5 separate regions of the Mus musculus genome follow, and regions 1, 2, 4 and 5 are each linked to region 3. A link is a contact called in public HiChIP or PLAC-seq data. All regions are on one chromosome and are shown on one strand. Each heading gives the region's core, a stretch centred on a gene start, on an enhancer-like site or on the middle of the called end of the contact. The rest is flanking DNA. Distances are from core to core; before and after follow the strand shown.

Region 1 (2,700 bases), core at 42-2,541, 710 kb after region 3:
TGAGCGGCATTTACTATTTGTTCCCTTTGTACAGGAAGCACTCAGCTCTGATCTCAAAGTCACCTTCAAGCACTAACGGAAGCACAAGGCTGATTCCTCCTTGCCCAGAACAAAACCCACAGCAAAGACCAACGTAAGGGGACATTTCTCTCCACGTTTTCCTTCCCCAAGAAACAGCTTTATAAACCATATGACGTTCATAATGAAAAGATTACAATTTAGAAACCGAGGAGAAGAAAAATTAACAGGAGCATGAGACAAAAAGAGCACATGCCCTGATACAGAAGCCTCTGAAATTGCTTTTGGAAAAACATGGGACAATCATCTAATTATCAGATGAAACAAACTACAACTTAGAGCTCAATTTACCAGAGGAATAAATACTAAGGCACTCTGTATTACACTTGTAAATGAATAAATACCAAGGGAGGTATGGCAGACGTTCTAAATGCAATCAAGTTAAGTTGTTGTTTTTAAATCGGGCATTATAATCTATAGCTTTATAGATTTGCCACTAACCTCCTAATCTGGCAGGTTAAATTTCAACATTCAAAGTACTGGTTAGGTTTTCTAGAAATGGTCCAGTAAGTTGACATAATAATTAACGCTGTTTGATCTACAAAATCTGAGTACTCAGTGCTGAGAGTGATGAGTGACCTTGAGGCAGCTCTTGGAAGGCAGTCACCATGGCAACGCTTCCACAAAAGTGCCTCATCCTCAGCAAAAGGCCCAACCCAGAGCATAAGGATCTTTAAAGCAGAAAACCTCCGCCCTCACCCACAGCCTAGCAAGGGGTCACAGTTTCTTTTAAAAAGTCTCTACATCAACCTTCCTGATTATTCTTTCAGAGAAAATACAAATTAGCTTCACAGCCATTTATCTGGTCTGGCAACAAAACAAAACAAACAAAACAAAAACTATCTTTTATTTGCTAAATGGGAAGAATTCATTTTGTTTTGGAAAAATATGTTTCAATACAATTAGTACCATTTTACTGTTTTTCGTTCAGGAATGGTAACACAGTGGTAATCTCAGGGCTGAGAAGTCTGAGGCAGGACAACAGGCAGTAGGATGCTAGCCCTGGGATATATGCTGCATTAAAGGAGAGAAAGAAGGGCCACACAGGGGCAGGACACTGGAGTGGGAAGACATTATCTTCCAGCATGCACTTAAAGAAGGAAGCACAAAGGAAGCAGATTTCAGCCCAGACACAGAGTGCACTCATGACTGTCTACATACACCACGGCTTGCTACACTTAGTGTTCTGATGACGCTGTGTTCCCAGCTCCCTCCAGCAGTGCTTCCTGAAAGCCGGGAGGAGTCATTTTATTATCACAACAGTCAGCAGAACCTCAGCACCAGATACTGAACAATTTCACAATTTTCTCACAGAGCTACCAAAGCATTCCTGAAAAGCTGTGTCCAGAACAGCTAATGTTTTTCAGCCTAAATACAAAGATCTTATCGACTTTTCCATTTTTACTGTATATAATCTATTTGTTCATTCTTTCCTACCCCACCCCATTTACCATTAGTTTGCAAAGCCATGAGTACTGACTGATGAGATGACTGTGTGGGGAAAGGAATTTCCCCCCCAAAACTGCTAGGGCAGACATGAAAGAAGGTGCACACAACGTGCAAGCTGGTATACATGGAGGGCTGCAGGCCAACTGGAGCCTCATAATGAGAAACTATGCAGGGTTTTGTTGTCATTTTTTGAGACAGGACCTTTCTATGTAGCCCTGGCTGCCTGGAACTGCCTATGTAGACCATAGTGGCCTCAAGTTCACAGTCATCTGCATAGCCTCTGCCTCAAAGTGCTAGGACTAAAAGTATGTGCTACCACACCTAGCAAAAAGAATTTTTACACTAAGAAAAAAAAAGATAGCAATGTGAGCAGGGCAGTAGGCAAATGGATTTCTGAGTTCCAGGCCAGCCTGGTCTACAGAGTGAGTTCCAGGACAGCCAGGGCTGCAGAGAAACCCTGTCTCGAAAAACCAAAAAAAAAAAAAAAAAAAGATAGCAATGCTATATTACCAAAATAAGTTACAAAATTAAGTTCTACCCATAACATGATATACTGTATAGTGTCAAAAAGGTTCACAGCACATTATAAAACAATATAATCTCAATTCTCTCTATAGGTTCTACTTATACATGGCACTTACTTGGACAGTCTGAAGCCAAGCACTGAGGCTGCAGTCCCACACTGGAAGGTTCAGTTAAGAGAACTGAGACTCTGACACAAGCCTAGGCTCTATAGTGAGAACTTGCATGTGAAAGACTAAAATCACAGTCATTTTTTCCTTTACATCTTTGAAGGTTTTGTACATGTCACGCAATTTCAAAAAATTAACTCCTTTTTTTTTTTTTTTTGAGCTAGTTATGGAGATCAGCAGGACCTGAAATTCAAAGAGAGCTGACTGTTTCTGCCTCATGAGTACTCCACCATCCTGGCTAGAGGTATTTTGTTTGTTTTTAAAGTCAATTCCCAACGGGCCTATAATCTCACACGCTTTTTTAATCCCAGCACTTGGGAGCCAGAGGCAGGCGGATTTCTAAATTCGAGGACAGCCTGATCTACAAAGTGAGTTCCAGGACAGTCAGGGTTATACAAAGAAACCCTGTCTCAAAAAACAAACAAACAAAAAATTTCTGTGGGGCGAGAAGGATCGCTTAGAGCAGCAGTTCTCAACCTGT
Region 2 (2,733 bases), core at 74-2,573, 570 kb after region 3:
CCCAAGCCAGGATGGGTATAGCATGTAAAGTTACCTGTTGCAGAAAAAGAGAAGGATACAAAAAGATCAAGTGTATACATTGTTGTTGCTTCGTGTGCTTCTGAGACAGTATCACTATATAGAAAGTTTGACTTTGGGTGATCCTCCTGCCTCAGCCTTCCCAGTGCAGGCATCACAGATGTGGGCCACGAGAATACTGTCTGAGTTGACCCTATAAGGATATATAAATTAATCAATTTAATTATTCAATTAAATGTCTGGGATGTTGAAACTGATTACACCTGCTTTTCTATCTGTTTTATTGGTTTATTTTCTGAGATTTTTTTCCTTTTGTTTTGTTTTGTTTTGTTTTGTTTTGTTTTAATAGGGTCTCCTGGACCTCCAACTGGTCTTAATCACCCTGTGTGTAGATAAGGGTGACCTTGAATTTTTTATTTTCCTGCCTTTGCCTCCCAAGAGCTGGGATTGCAGGCGTGCACCAGCACTGTACATTTGATGTTTGTTTGTGTGTTTGTGCTTTCTAATGAAGTTCTCAGAATCTCAAGGATGGGAGCCCTCTGCCCCAAGCATCCAATGAACAGCGCTGCAGGGGCCCAGCCCCTTCTCATGCAGCACTGAGACTGGAATGCCTGGGGGTGGGGTGGAGGGTGGGGGGGGGGGTTCATGAAAGCGAATACTCACGCCTAACATCCTGTATCCAGCCAGGACTCTACACTAGCCAAAGGTGGGGCTTGCCCCCGGCTTAGGAAAGCAAGTTCAGGGTTAGTACAACGACTGTATGGGCGGAGTCGAGAGCCCCCCACGCAGTCCAGACAACCCGCTTGAATTTTAGATAAACAGCGAGGACGTGATTTTAGTGCATCTCCATCGGTGCCCTGTTATTTTTACTACGTGAATTTGACAAACGCTATCCATCAGAAAACTAGAAAAATCCCACCAGGGGAAGGAGGATCTTGAAAATAAGCGCAGCCTGGGGGGTCAGATACAACTCCGGAGCTCAGCTTCTTGGGTTCAGATCCTGATCCAACTATCTGACCTTGGGCCAATAACTTAACGGCTCTGTCTTGATTTCAGTATCTATAAATGGATGAACATCTTGGAAGACTTTCAGGGGTTACGTTTCCATCCGAGGCCCGCCCCGTTCCACCGCAGGGTCGATAACCCCCTAGCACATCAGCTGTACTTTCTGAAGCTACTGGTGGGCTCTGTGAGGCTCTTCACCCACCCTTGGCAGCCAGGGCCCCCTCAAGCCTCTGGTGGCTTCGGGGACGGCAGAAACCGCGCAGACAGCACCACCTGGAGTCAGAGTTCTCCCTTTACCAAGGGAACCGGCCTCCCCTTTCTTTCCCATTCCCGGCCCATGTCTGGGCAACGCTTCTGCTTTCGCTTGAGCTCAACTTAATTTCTCAGAGAGCTTCGGAGACGCGTGGGAAGGTCCCAGGCGCGTGGGCAGTTCCTCCCGCGATCTAGCTTGGGGATCGGCCCGAGCCGGCGTCTCCAATGGCAAGTGTGTGCGTGTGTGTTTAGAGGCGAGCGCGGGGCTTTCAGCTAAGGCTGCCGGGTGTTTGCAAACCAGGGCGAGCCCCTGTGAAAGCGGATAAAAGAAAACATTTATTAACGTGTCATTACGAGGGGCAGCGCCGGGCCGGGGCTGTCGCACGCCTCAGGGAACACTTGGCTCCTCGCTGCTGGGAGGGAGGAGGACGAAAAAGCGGAAAGAGGCTGGATTCTCTGCGCGCCAGCCCGGGGGCCTGATCCATGGCCCTCGCGACTTCGCGCCGGTGTCTGGTGGACTAAGAGATGCGCCCCCGGTCCGAGTGGCACACACGCGCGCACACACGCACGCGCGGTCCCGGCTCGCCGGCAGCTCCCTGCTCAGCGCACATCAGCCTCAACTCCGCGCCCAGGGCGAGCGGGAGCGGGTGCGGGTGAGTGCGCCCCGGGCCCGCGAGGGTGCGCGCTCGGCGGCGGGAGCGCGGCCGGCCACCGGCTCGGCAGGCAGCAGGCCGGGAGCCGCCGGGACTTCGGGCCGGGGCGCGGGGCGGCCGCGGCGGCGGAGGTGAGGAGCGATGGCTGAATCGCCGGGTCCCCGGCGGGGCGGGAGGCGGCTGGGTCCTGGGTCCTGGCGCGCGCGGAGGCCGGGGCGGGCGGGGCGAAGCAGAAGCCGGGATGCCGCGGAGGCGGCTGGAGCAGCGGCAAGGCAGAGTCCCCTACGCCCCGCGGCCCGGCCCGGCTGCGGCAGAGACGCGGTGAGGCCGCGGGGGCCGCGCGGTGAGTGGGGCGCGGGGCCGGGCCCGGATCACAGATTCCAGGGCGAGCACGGTTCAGGTGAGCCCAGCCGGTCCCCGCTGCCCGGCTCAGGGAGGGTGTTACCCGGAGGTTTAGGTACCGGCCGGCCTCAGTGGGGCTGACCGATTTGACCCCGTCTGCAAGGCTGGGCGGCTAGGGGAGGACTTCCCGCGCCCCGGTGGTTCCCGGGGAAGGGCGCGTGGACCCGCGGGCTGCAGGAGCATGGCCCGGTTGACCCCTTGAGGTTTAGATCCAGAGGGCCAGCTAGAAGCCAGACCACGTGTGGCTTGTCCGGGCAGGACCCGAGCAAGCAGGGACTAGGAACTCGCAGAACGGAGGACAAATGAAATCGTAAAACTTCTCCCGCGCCAGGTCAGAACCCATCGCCCTGCAGACCTGCGTCCGCCGCGGGCTCCAGAAGCCCGGAGGGGACGCTGCAGCGGG
Region 3 (2,700 bases), core at 70-2,569:
GGCTTAAGGTTAACATTGTCTTCCATCTTATTTCCTTGTCTATCTGTGTGTGATGGTTTGTATATGCCTGGCCCAGGGAGTGGCACTATTAGGAGGTGTGGCCTTGCTGGAGTAGGTGTGGCCTTTTTGGAGTAGGTGCGTGTGGGACCCTACTGCTAGCTGCCTGGAAGTGAGTATTCTGCTAGCAGCTTTCAGATGAAGATGTAGACCTTTCAGTTCCTCCTACACCATGCCTGCCTGGATGCTGCTATGTTTCCATCTTGATAATAATGGAGTGAACCTCTGAACCTGTAAGCCAATCCCAATTAAATGTTGTCTTTATAAGAGTTGCCTTGGTCATGGTGTCTGTTCACAGCAGTAACACCCTAACTAAGACACTGTGTGTGTGTTTCTGTCACATGTGAGTAGAAACCAGAGAGGTCAGAAGAAGGCAATGGATCCCCTGGAGCTGGCATTGCAGGTGGGTGTGGCATTGCAGGTGGGTGTGGCATTGCAGGTGGGTGTGGCATTGCAGGTGGGTGTGGCATTGCAGGTGGGTGTGGCATTGCAGGTGGGTGTGGCCTGCCTGACTTGGATGCTGGGAACTAAGCTCAGGTCTTCTGCAAGATCAGCAAGTGCTCTGAACCTCACAGCCATCCCTCCAGGCTCTACCACCTTATGTTTTGAGACAGCATCTCTCCTTGAACTTGGGATTCACTGGTCCAGCCAGGTGAGCTGGTCAGAAAACTCTAGGGCCCCCCCCCCCATGTCTCCACTCACAAAACTCTAGGGTTATAAATGTACACGGCCACGCCTGGCTTTTCACATCGGTGTCAGGGATCCTGGGTCAGGACCTCAGACAGCATCCCTGAGCCATCTCTCCATCCCTCTTATTTTTTTATTTGTTGGTTTATTTGTATTTTGGAGACAAAGTAGCTTTGAACTCCTTACGCAGCTAAGGATGACCTTGGACGCCAGAGTCGCCTGCCTTCACTTCCTGGGTGTGCTGGGATTACAGGCCTGTGCTACCACAGGCCATTGAACTTTTATGACAAATCCAGCCTGTGGTCTAAGTCCCTCCCACAAGAACATCATCAGTGCCTGCATGAGCACAGGATCTTCTGGAACCGACCTCCTCTTACAGACGTTGTCAAGGCCCTAGGGATAAAGATTCCAGCACAAGGCGTTTGGGGGACACACACAAAGTCAGCAGGTCCCTTCAGCACAGAACAGGCCAGGTTCTGTGCTGGGGCTCAAATGTAGCAGTAGACAGAAACCCCTGCCGCATTTACTCAGCGGAGTAAATGCCCAGGAGACATCTGCTCCATTACCATGACAATCACCATCCCCATTTACACACGCAGGAACACAGGCCCCAGACATGAAGTCACACAGCCAGCCAGAGGCCAAGTGCTGATCTGACTTCTGATTTCACAATTTCCAAGTCAGCTGTGTCTGCCACATCAGGCTGGAGAGCGAAAACACGGCCACGTGGAAATGACCTCACGTTTCTCCTGCTGCTCCTCAAAGAGAAGCGAGCGAGGAGTTGACGGAAAGGAGTCAGCTTGGATTGTGTCTGCAGAGAACTCCAGCAGCACACACCAGGGCACTGTGTGGTCCACAGAGGGGAGAGCTGACTCACAGGTCGTAGCAGTTTCTGAGCTGGGCTTCAGGATCAGATTAATGAAGGACTTTCTGGAGGGAGGGGACCAGTGGCAGGCGTTGGAGGGAAGGAAATTGTGGATAGGAAAGCGTAACATGGCTGCTTGAGTCGCTGTATAGCCCCACATCCTCTGCCAGACACAAAATCTCCCTCTCCTTCTTTATTTATTGGATGCTGATGGCATAGGGAAGGAAGTCTGGTTAGCAAGACTTGACAGCTTTTGTAGTTGCAGCTGAAGTCATTAGCCCCGCACCAGCAGCACCCGGACCTCCCGGTTCACAGGCAGGAGATATATACACACACAAGGATGTAGTAAAAAAAACAAAAAAATGCTCGCAGCAAGAGCTGTGACTCATTCTCATTTCTGCTGGGACAAATGAAAAGGCCAGGAGTCAGGGATGGATTCATCACTCGCAGCAGTCTGCTTCAGAGAACTCAGCCCCCCTGTGGCTGTCCTTCTTCACTAGGTGGGGGGATTTGGAAAGCAAAGCCTTCTGTTGATGTCTGGGGGGGTGATTGGGGGGGGGAGAGTGGGTAGTCTCCACGGAGCATGGAGACTTGTTGTTCTGGTTATGCCCAGGTTACCTGCTAGGATGTTCACTGGAACCACTTCTAAATGAGAGCCATTCACTCACTCTCTCTCTCACTCACTCACTCATTCATTCATTCATTCAATGATGGATTAAAGTGTGTTGGGTTCTGTGTAGTTATTCCCTGTGTAAGTAAGAAAAAAAAAAGTTTACTAGGAGCCAAGACCAGAAAAAGGTGGTCTCCATAAAGATTTAAAGAGAGGGAGATCTCTCTCTCTCCCTCCCTCTCCCTCCCTCTTTCCCTCCCTCCCTCTCTCCCTCCCTCTGCTCTGCTTACAACTTAGCAACCACAGCTGGGACATTGTTTTTGTGAATAAAGCTTTATTGGAAACCTGCCATGCTCATTCATTTCCAATCGTCCTTGACACAACAGAGCTAAGTTGTGGAGCAGGGACTGCAGAGCCATGAAATAAGAATTGTCTGGGGGATGGAGGAGGGGATAGGGGGCTCGTGGAGGGGAAACTGGGA
Region 4 (2,700 bases), core at 101-2,600, 780 kb after region 3:
AGAACTGGGTTGCTTCGAACTCTCTGGGGAGAGGTACTCCAGCCCACCTCTGTCTCTGGGGTTTGCTAGAAATGCTGGGTGTATTGATTCCTCAACCTCACCCCACCCCCACCAGGGCTTTTCCTCTGTCTTCCCCAGGCCTCTCTCCTGTGTGTCTATGACTCTGAATTTTATCTTGATCTCACTTTGCAGCCCAAGCTACTTTTTAAAAAAATTATTTATTTATTCTATGTAAGTACACTGTAGCTGTCTTCACACACTACATAAGAGGGAGTCAGATCTTGCTACGGATGGCTGTGAGCCACCATATGGTTGCTGGGATTTGAACTCAGGACCTTCAGAAGCTTCTCTTTAATCCCAGCACTCGGGAGGCAGAGGCAGGCGGATTTCTGAGTTCGAGGCCAGCCTGGTCTACAGCGTGAGTTCCAGGACAGCCAGGGCTATACAGAGAAACCCTGTCTGGAAAAGCCAAAAATAAAAAAAAAAAAAAGAAAAGAAAGAAAGGAAGGAAGGAAGGAAGGAAGGGAGAGAGAGAGAGAGAGAGAGAGAGAGAGAGAGAGAGAGAGAGAGAGAGAGAGAGAGAGAGAGAAAGAAAGAAAGAAAAAGAAAAGTTAGAAGAAAGAGTCCCGAGAGTCAAGGAAGGCTCCGAGAAGGAGGCTTTGGTTTCCTGGCCTTCCTCTGTACATATGTGTACATATGTGTGGCTGTGCGTTTGTGCACATGTGTGCTTTCCTGTGCAAGGTCAGAAGGTGTCAGAAGTCCTGGAACTGGAGCTGGAGTGAGCCACCCAAAGGGCCCGTTGACTTCGAAGAGATTTGCCCATCTCTGCCTTCCCCACGGTATAATTACAGGCTTGAGTCACAGAACATGCTCAGGGCATGGCGGCAAAGGCAAGAGGGTCTGAGTCGAAGGCCTTCCTCAGCTCAGAATGGGGAGTTTAAGAGGAATCTAGGCTACAGGAGACTCTTTTCTCAAAACAAATGGAAGAAGACAGTTTTCTTTCTTCTCTCTTTCTCCAGTAGATTTTAAAATATTAGGCACTGGGCTAGGAAGATGGCTAAGTGTGTAAAGTTCTTGCTGCTGAACCTGGCGGGCTGAGTTCAGTCCCTAGGACCCACACTGTAGGAGAGAACTGACTTCCACGCGTTTTCCGAGCGCTCCATGAACACTGTAGTGTGTGCGTGCGAAAACACAAGCAGATAAATTAATAAAGTGTGAAAGAATAAGCGTTAAATATATACCACTCAGTGTGCAATCTAAACAGCTTATCTAAGCAGCTGCGCCCCGACCGCGCCTTCTTCTCCCCGTGCTCCACTTCCGCACCCCTCTAACTTTAACCCCGGTCACTGTCTCGGCGCCGGAAGATGAAGTAGCCATAAATAACTCTTCTGTGAATTCTTCCACAGGAAGTTCAGCCTGATCTGATCCTGCTTGTCAGCGATGAAGAGAAAACAAACTGCCAGGAGGCCCACCCCAGGGTTTCTCCGACGGAGAGGACTTGAGGAGGCCGTAACAGCTATGAGGACCCTTCAGTGTTACCGGAAAAATAAAACCGTGAAGGCTCGGAGGCTGAGCAGTGCTCCTGCCGGTTGGGAGAGAGATCCTGGTTTTGATACTAGAAAGCATAGTAAAATTGATAATTTGGTCTAGCAAAATGGCTCAGTGGTAAAGGTGCCCATTTACAACCCTGCTGGCCCAACCCGAGTTCGATCCCAGAGTCCCTAAAAGTGGAGCTCTGAGTTCTGTATGTATGTGTGTGTTCTCACTATGTAGCCCAGGCTGGCTTCAAACTTGCTATGTAGCAGAGGCTGACACAGCTCACAAAGTCTCTCTCTCTCCTCCTACCTCTACCTGTTGAGTCCTGGGCTTATAGTCAATCAGTTCTAGGTTTTGTACTGTGTTAGGAAGGAGGAAATAACAGAGGGAGACAAGCCAGGTGTTGTGGCGCACGCCTTTAATCCCAGCACTTGGGAGGCAGAGGCAGGTGGATTTCTGAGTTCAAGGCAAGCCTGGTCTACAGAGTGAGTTCTAGGACAGCCAGGGCTACACAGAGAAACCCTGTCTCGGAAAACAAACAAACAAACAAACAAACCAATAAACAAAAACCAGAGGGAGACAAACAGATGTTTCCCCAATCAACCTGTCATGGTGAAACCATGGCTCCCAAAACCAAGGAGTCCCGAAGACAAAGTCAACTGGTATTTAGTGGCTTGATGACTCTGTTAGTTAGCACTGTGCTAACTGGCCAGACTTTGTGACTCTAAATAAGTTACTAAACTTCTTGTGCCTCAGATTTCCCATCAGTAAGTGGGACAGTAATAATACTGTCTATATGACACATGATATGTTATACATAGCAAGCATCATATATGGAGTTCATATGTACATATGTAATAAAGCAGTAAATACACATGTGAAGTATCAGTGTGTACAGTGTATATACATGCAAATCATAAATCATACATCACAGGCCGGGCGTGGTGGCGCACGTCTTTAATCCCAGCACTCGGGAGGCAGAGGCAGGCGGATTTCTGAGTTCCAGGCCAGCCTGGTCTACAAAGTAAGGCCCAGGACAGCCAGGGCTATACAGAGAAACCCGGTCTCGAAAAACCAAAAAATCAATCAATCAATCAATCAATCAATCATACATCACATATAGTATCTAGGTGTGGTGGCTCATGCCTGTATCCCAGTTCTTAG
Region 5 (2,700 bases), core at 55-2,554, 550 kb after region 3:
CAGGTCCCCTTCTCTACTGACATTCAGCCAGGTCCCCATATGCTGCTCCTGGCCTCTCCAAGCCTCACTGCTGGGGTAGCAACGCCACCCTGTTTGGCTGCAAACATCGCCTCTCAGGTCATTTAACCGTCTCTTTGCTTCCTGCTTCAATGCATCATGTTAATGAGGCTTTGTCTCCTACCCTGAAGAGAAGAAAATTAAAAACAGCAAACGCATGTCACATGGCACCAACCCAGGCTTGCGGGGACATTCAAGATGGGGACACAATCCTCTCAGATTCATCTCTTCACATTCCCTGTCCTTCCAGGTGTCCGTCACAGAAATGCAGCCCACCTCCTTTGAGACAGGTCTCTCTTCGGCCTGGAGCTCACCAATTAGGCAAGACTGGTTGGCCAGCGAGCCTCCTGTCCACACCTCCCGCACTGGGGCTACCCACGCATGCCACCACACCCAGCTTTCTTATGTGGGCTCTGGAACTCAAGTCCTTAAGCTTAACCGCCTCCTCAGCCCCTCTAAGGACCTTTTAAATAAAATTGATAGCAGCCAGCCTTTCTTGATCCCTGTCCCTTCGACTCCATGTCCCTTCCCACACAACGCAGATTTGATGTACAGGGGTGGGGATGTTTGGTTAGGAAGGGAATGTGGGGCCAGTGGCCACGTGAGCAAGCCCAGAGTCTGTCCTTCCATGGCACTTACAAGAACACCCTCAAGGCCTGCAGCTGCTCCCTGCTGCTAGCCCGCAATGGATCTGGAGCCCCCAAACCATTCAGGAAGTGCCCGAATCCAACCCTTAGAAACTGGAGGCAACAAAGGCTTGTGTGAGCCATGAACATTGGAAGGATGGGGGACTTTGTTACACAGCCAAAGCTGACTGCTACAAAGCCCACACCCGCTTCACACTCCTATGTGTCTAGAAATATTCAGGGCACGATCTACAGCCCAGCTCCCATTACCTTCCTTCGGCATCCCCACCCTGAGGCATGCCCACTCTCTGCCCTCAACAAGCCTTCAGAATGGTCCCATTTTCCAGCCTGAGCACCAGTCCAAGAGAAGGGGGGATCCTAACCAATTAGCCCAAGTTTCCATGAGCTCTGTCTGTCTCAGCCCAGAAGGTCATATGTCCATGAAGCACCCAGCCACAGTCTGAGATGCAATGAGATCCACCCTGCAGAGATTGTTTTATGGAGATTTCTGTTCAATGTCAGACCAGCTTCTGTCTTTTCAATCTTCCAGACTGCTAAAGGATGTGAAATCTTTGCCTCTGACCACTTCCTCATCCAGGCCCATATGGAGAAGTGAAAGGACTTTTTGGGACTCTTTCTTGCTTGTTCCTTTAGAAGGAACAAGTGTTTGTGTGCCCTTTATTCCGACTATGGGCATAAGAATGTCTGCCTTTCCCTGCAACCAACACATCCTATCCCAGCAAACATGAACTGTTGTCAGGGACACGAGGAACCCGACTCCATGTCTTCTGAGAACTCCAAACAGCCTGGCTGTGTACAGTCACACTGTCAGTAGAAACAGAAACCATAGAAATGGGGTAAGCACACCCCACGAGGCATCAGAAAGGGGTGCAGACTATAGTGTGGGTGGGGCCGGTGGGGGAGGAGTTTGGAGCATGGAGCAACAGAATGGAAACTGGAAAGCTGCCAAGGAAACTATGGCAGAGAGAGCCAGAAAGCACCCGGGACGTTTGCTCAGGACTGGAGGGAGCGAGGCGTCATTAAGCTGACTTGCCTGGGCTTCCACGAGACAATGGGATTCATTTAATGAGAGAGGCCCCGGCATGGCAGAAATCTAAATTAATCCTTTGCTCGGCAGTTCACAGGGGAAGATGAGGAAGAAGTTGTCTTTAGAAATCACAACACTTTTTCCACCACCAAGGTAAAAACTCAGAGAGGAAAGAGAATGGGATAGGCACAAACAAACTTTCAAAACTGGCCCTGTCCTGTGCTTCCAGCCTGGCTGCTCCTCCAGGGCCTGCCTCTGGAGTTCTCTGGGGAAAACTGTCTCTGGGCCCCATGAGACTTCTCTCCCTTGCTGCTGCTGGCCTTAGCCCTCAAACTCTCAGTTCAACTGGCTAACTCCCTGGCTGGGTTTTCTTCTGGTGATTAAAAACACAGAAGTCAATCTTTTCCAGATGCCTGTGGTCGCTTTCCTGTGCTTTGGGGCTTCTGTTACCAGGCAGAGTAGACTCGAGATGAAATTGAAACCTGCCAACACAGGCAGGTCCCCCTCTCAAAGACTCATAAAAAAACGGGTGCGAGGAATACTCAAAACAGCTGGGACGGGCAAATGGCTTCTAGAAGCCCTGCTTCTGTGTGTTAGGAAGGAGGATGGGCCCATCCCTTGGAGAGTCTGATGGTCTCTGTTTGCTGTGATGTGATTTCTCCCAGGGCAGGCTGGGGTGTACACACCCATCCTATAAGCTGGGAGCTTTTATTATCTGTCTTATACACAATACTTGCTGCCCACAGTGCTATTTTGACCAAAGACAGGAAAGTAATTTTCCGAAAGTGAGCCACCAGCCCCCCTAAGGGTATCAACTTCAGTCCTGAATGGCTCAGCTCCTGGTTTCTTGCCTTGACCAGGCCTCCAAAGACAGAGTCTAGGCCAATCCCTCCCACTCCCCTCCCCCAGGTTGTTGCTCTGGGCAACATCTTCTCAGGCAGGCCTCTCTTGACCTCTGCACTCTGCATC

Evidence for each region. HiChIP or PLAC-seq counts read pairs in DNA pulled down with a chosen protein or histone mark.
Region 1: an H3K4me3 HiChIP or PLAC-seq map of bone marrow-derived macrophages shows a contact between it and region 3, with 4 times the contacts expected there. The contact joins two enhancer-like sites. A contact is called at or near these places in 3 of 115 datasets of contacts at active chromatin or transcription factors (bone marrow-derived macrophages, embryonic stem cells and large pre-B cells).
Region 2: a contact with region 3 is called in an H3K4me3 HiChIP or PLAC-seq map of bone marrow-derived macrophages, with 7 times the contacts expected there. The contact joins the promoter of Sulf2 here to the enhancer-like site in region 3. A contact is called at or near these places in 7 of 115 datasets of contacts at active chromatin or transcription factors (bone marrow-derived macrophages, embryonic hindbrain, embryonic midbrain and 3 more) and 2 of 9 other capture datasets (adipose tissue and liver).
Region 4: a contact with region 3 is called in an H3K27ac HiChIP or PLAC-seq map of microglia, with 6 times the contacts expected there. The contact joins two enhancer-like sites. A contact is called at or near these places in 4 of 115 datasets of contacts at active chromatin or transcription factors (embryonic stem cells, large pre-B cells and microglia).
Region 5: an H3K4me3 HiChIP or PLAC-seq map of bone marrow-derived macrophages shows a contact between it and region 3, with 5 times the contacts expected there. The contact joins two enhancer-like sites. A contact is called at or near these places in 3 of 115 datasets of contacts at active chromatin or transcription factors (bone marrow-derived macrophages and embryonic stem cells).

Annotation. Positions count from the first base shown.
Region 1 is chr2:166,019,827-166,022,526 of GRCm38.p6, reverse strand. All of the region lies in intron 1 of Ncoa3 (nuclear receptor coactivator 3), which reads right to left. Among named protein-coding and RNA genes, the nearest start is that of Ncoa3, 29 kb to the right of the region's middle. RefSeq lists an enhancer at 1-2,700. Within about 2 kb of position 1,291, at least 148 of the 459 cell types and tissues checked have an H3K27ac peak or open chromatin away from gene starts, as enhancers often do. A contact at or near this core is called in bone marrow-derived macrophages and embryonic stem cells, where this site is marked.
Region 2 is chr2:166,154,273-166,157,005 of GRCm38.p6, reverse strand. It overlaps Sulf2 (sulfatase 2), which reads left to right and starts at 1,323. Exons shown (of 21, transcript NM_028072.5): 1 at 1,323-1,503.
Region 3 is chr2:166,729,095-166,731,794 of GRCm38.p6, reverse strand. No RefSeq gene overlaps it. Among named protein-coding and RNA genes, the nearest start is that of Prex1, 17 kb to the right of the region's middle. Within about 2 kb of position 1,319, at least 136 of the 459 cell types and tissues checked have an H3K27ac peak or open chromatin away from gene starts, as enhancers often do. A contact at or near this core is called in adipose tissue, bone marrow-derived macrophages, embryonic stem cells and 3 more, where this site is marked.
Region 4 is chr2:165,953,676-165,956,375 of GRCm38.p6, reverse strand. No RefSeq gene overlaps it. Among named protein-coding and RNA genes, the nearest start is that of Platr29, 27 kb to the left of the region's middle. Within about 2 kb of position 1,350, at least 133 of the 459 cell types and tissues checked have an H3K27ac peak or open chromatin away from gene starts, as enhancers often do. A contact at or near this core is called in microglia, where this site is marked.
Region 5 is chr2:166,179,860-166,182,559 of GRCm38.p6, reverse strand. It overlaps Gm30320 (a long non-coding RNA gene), which reads right to left. Exons shown (of 4, transcript XR_866951.1): 4 at 1-182. Among named protein-coding and RNA genes, the nearest start is that of Gm30536, 13 kb to the left of the region's middle. Within about 2 kb of position 1,304, at least 169 of the 459 cell types and tissues checked have an H3K27ac peak or open chromatin away from gene starts, as enhancers often do. A contact at or near this core is called in bone marrow-derived macrophages, where this site is marked.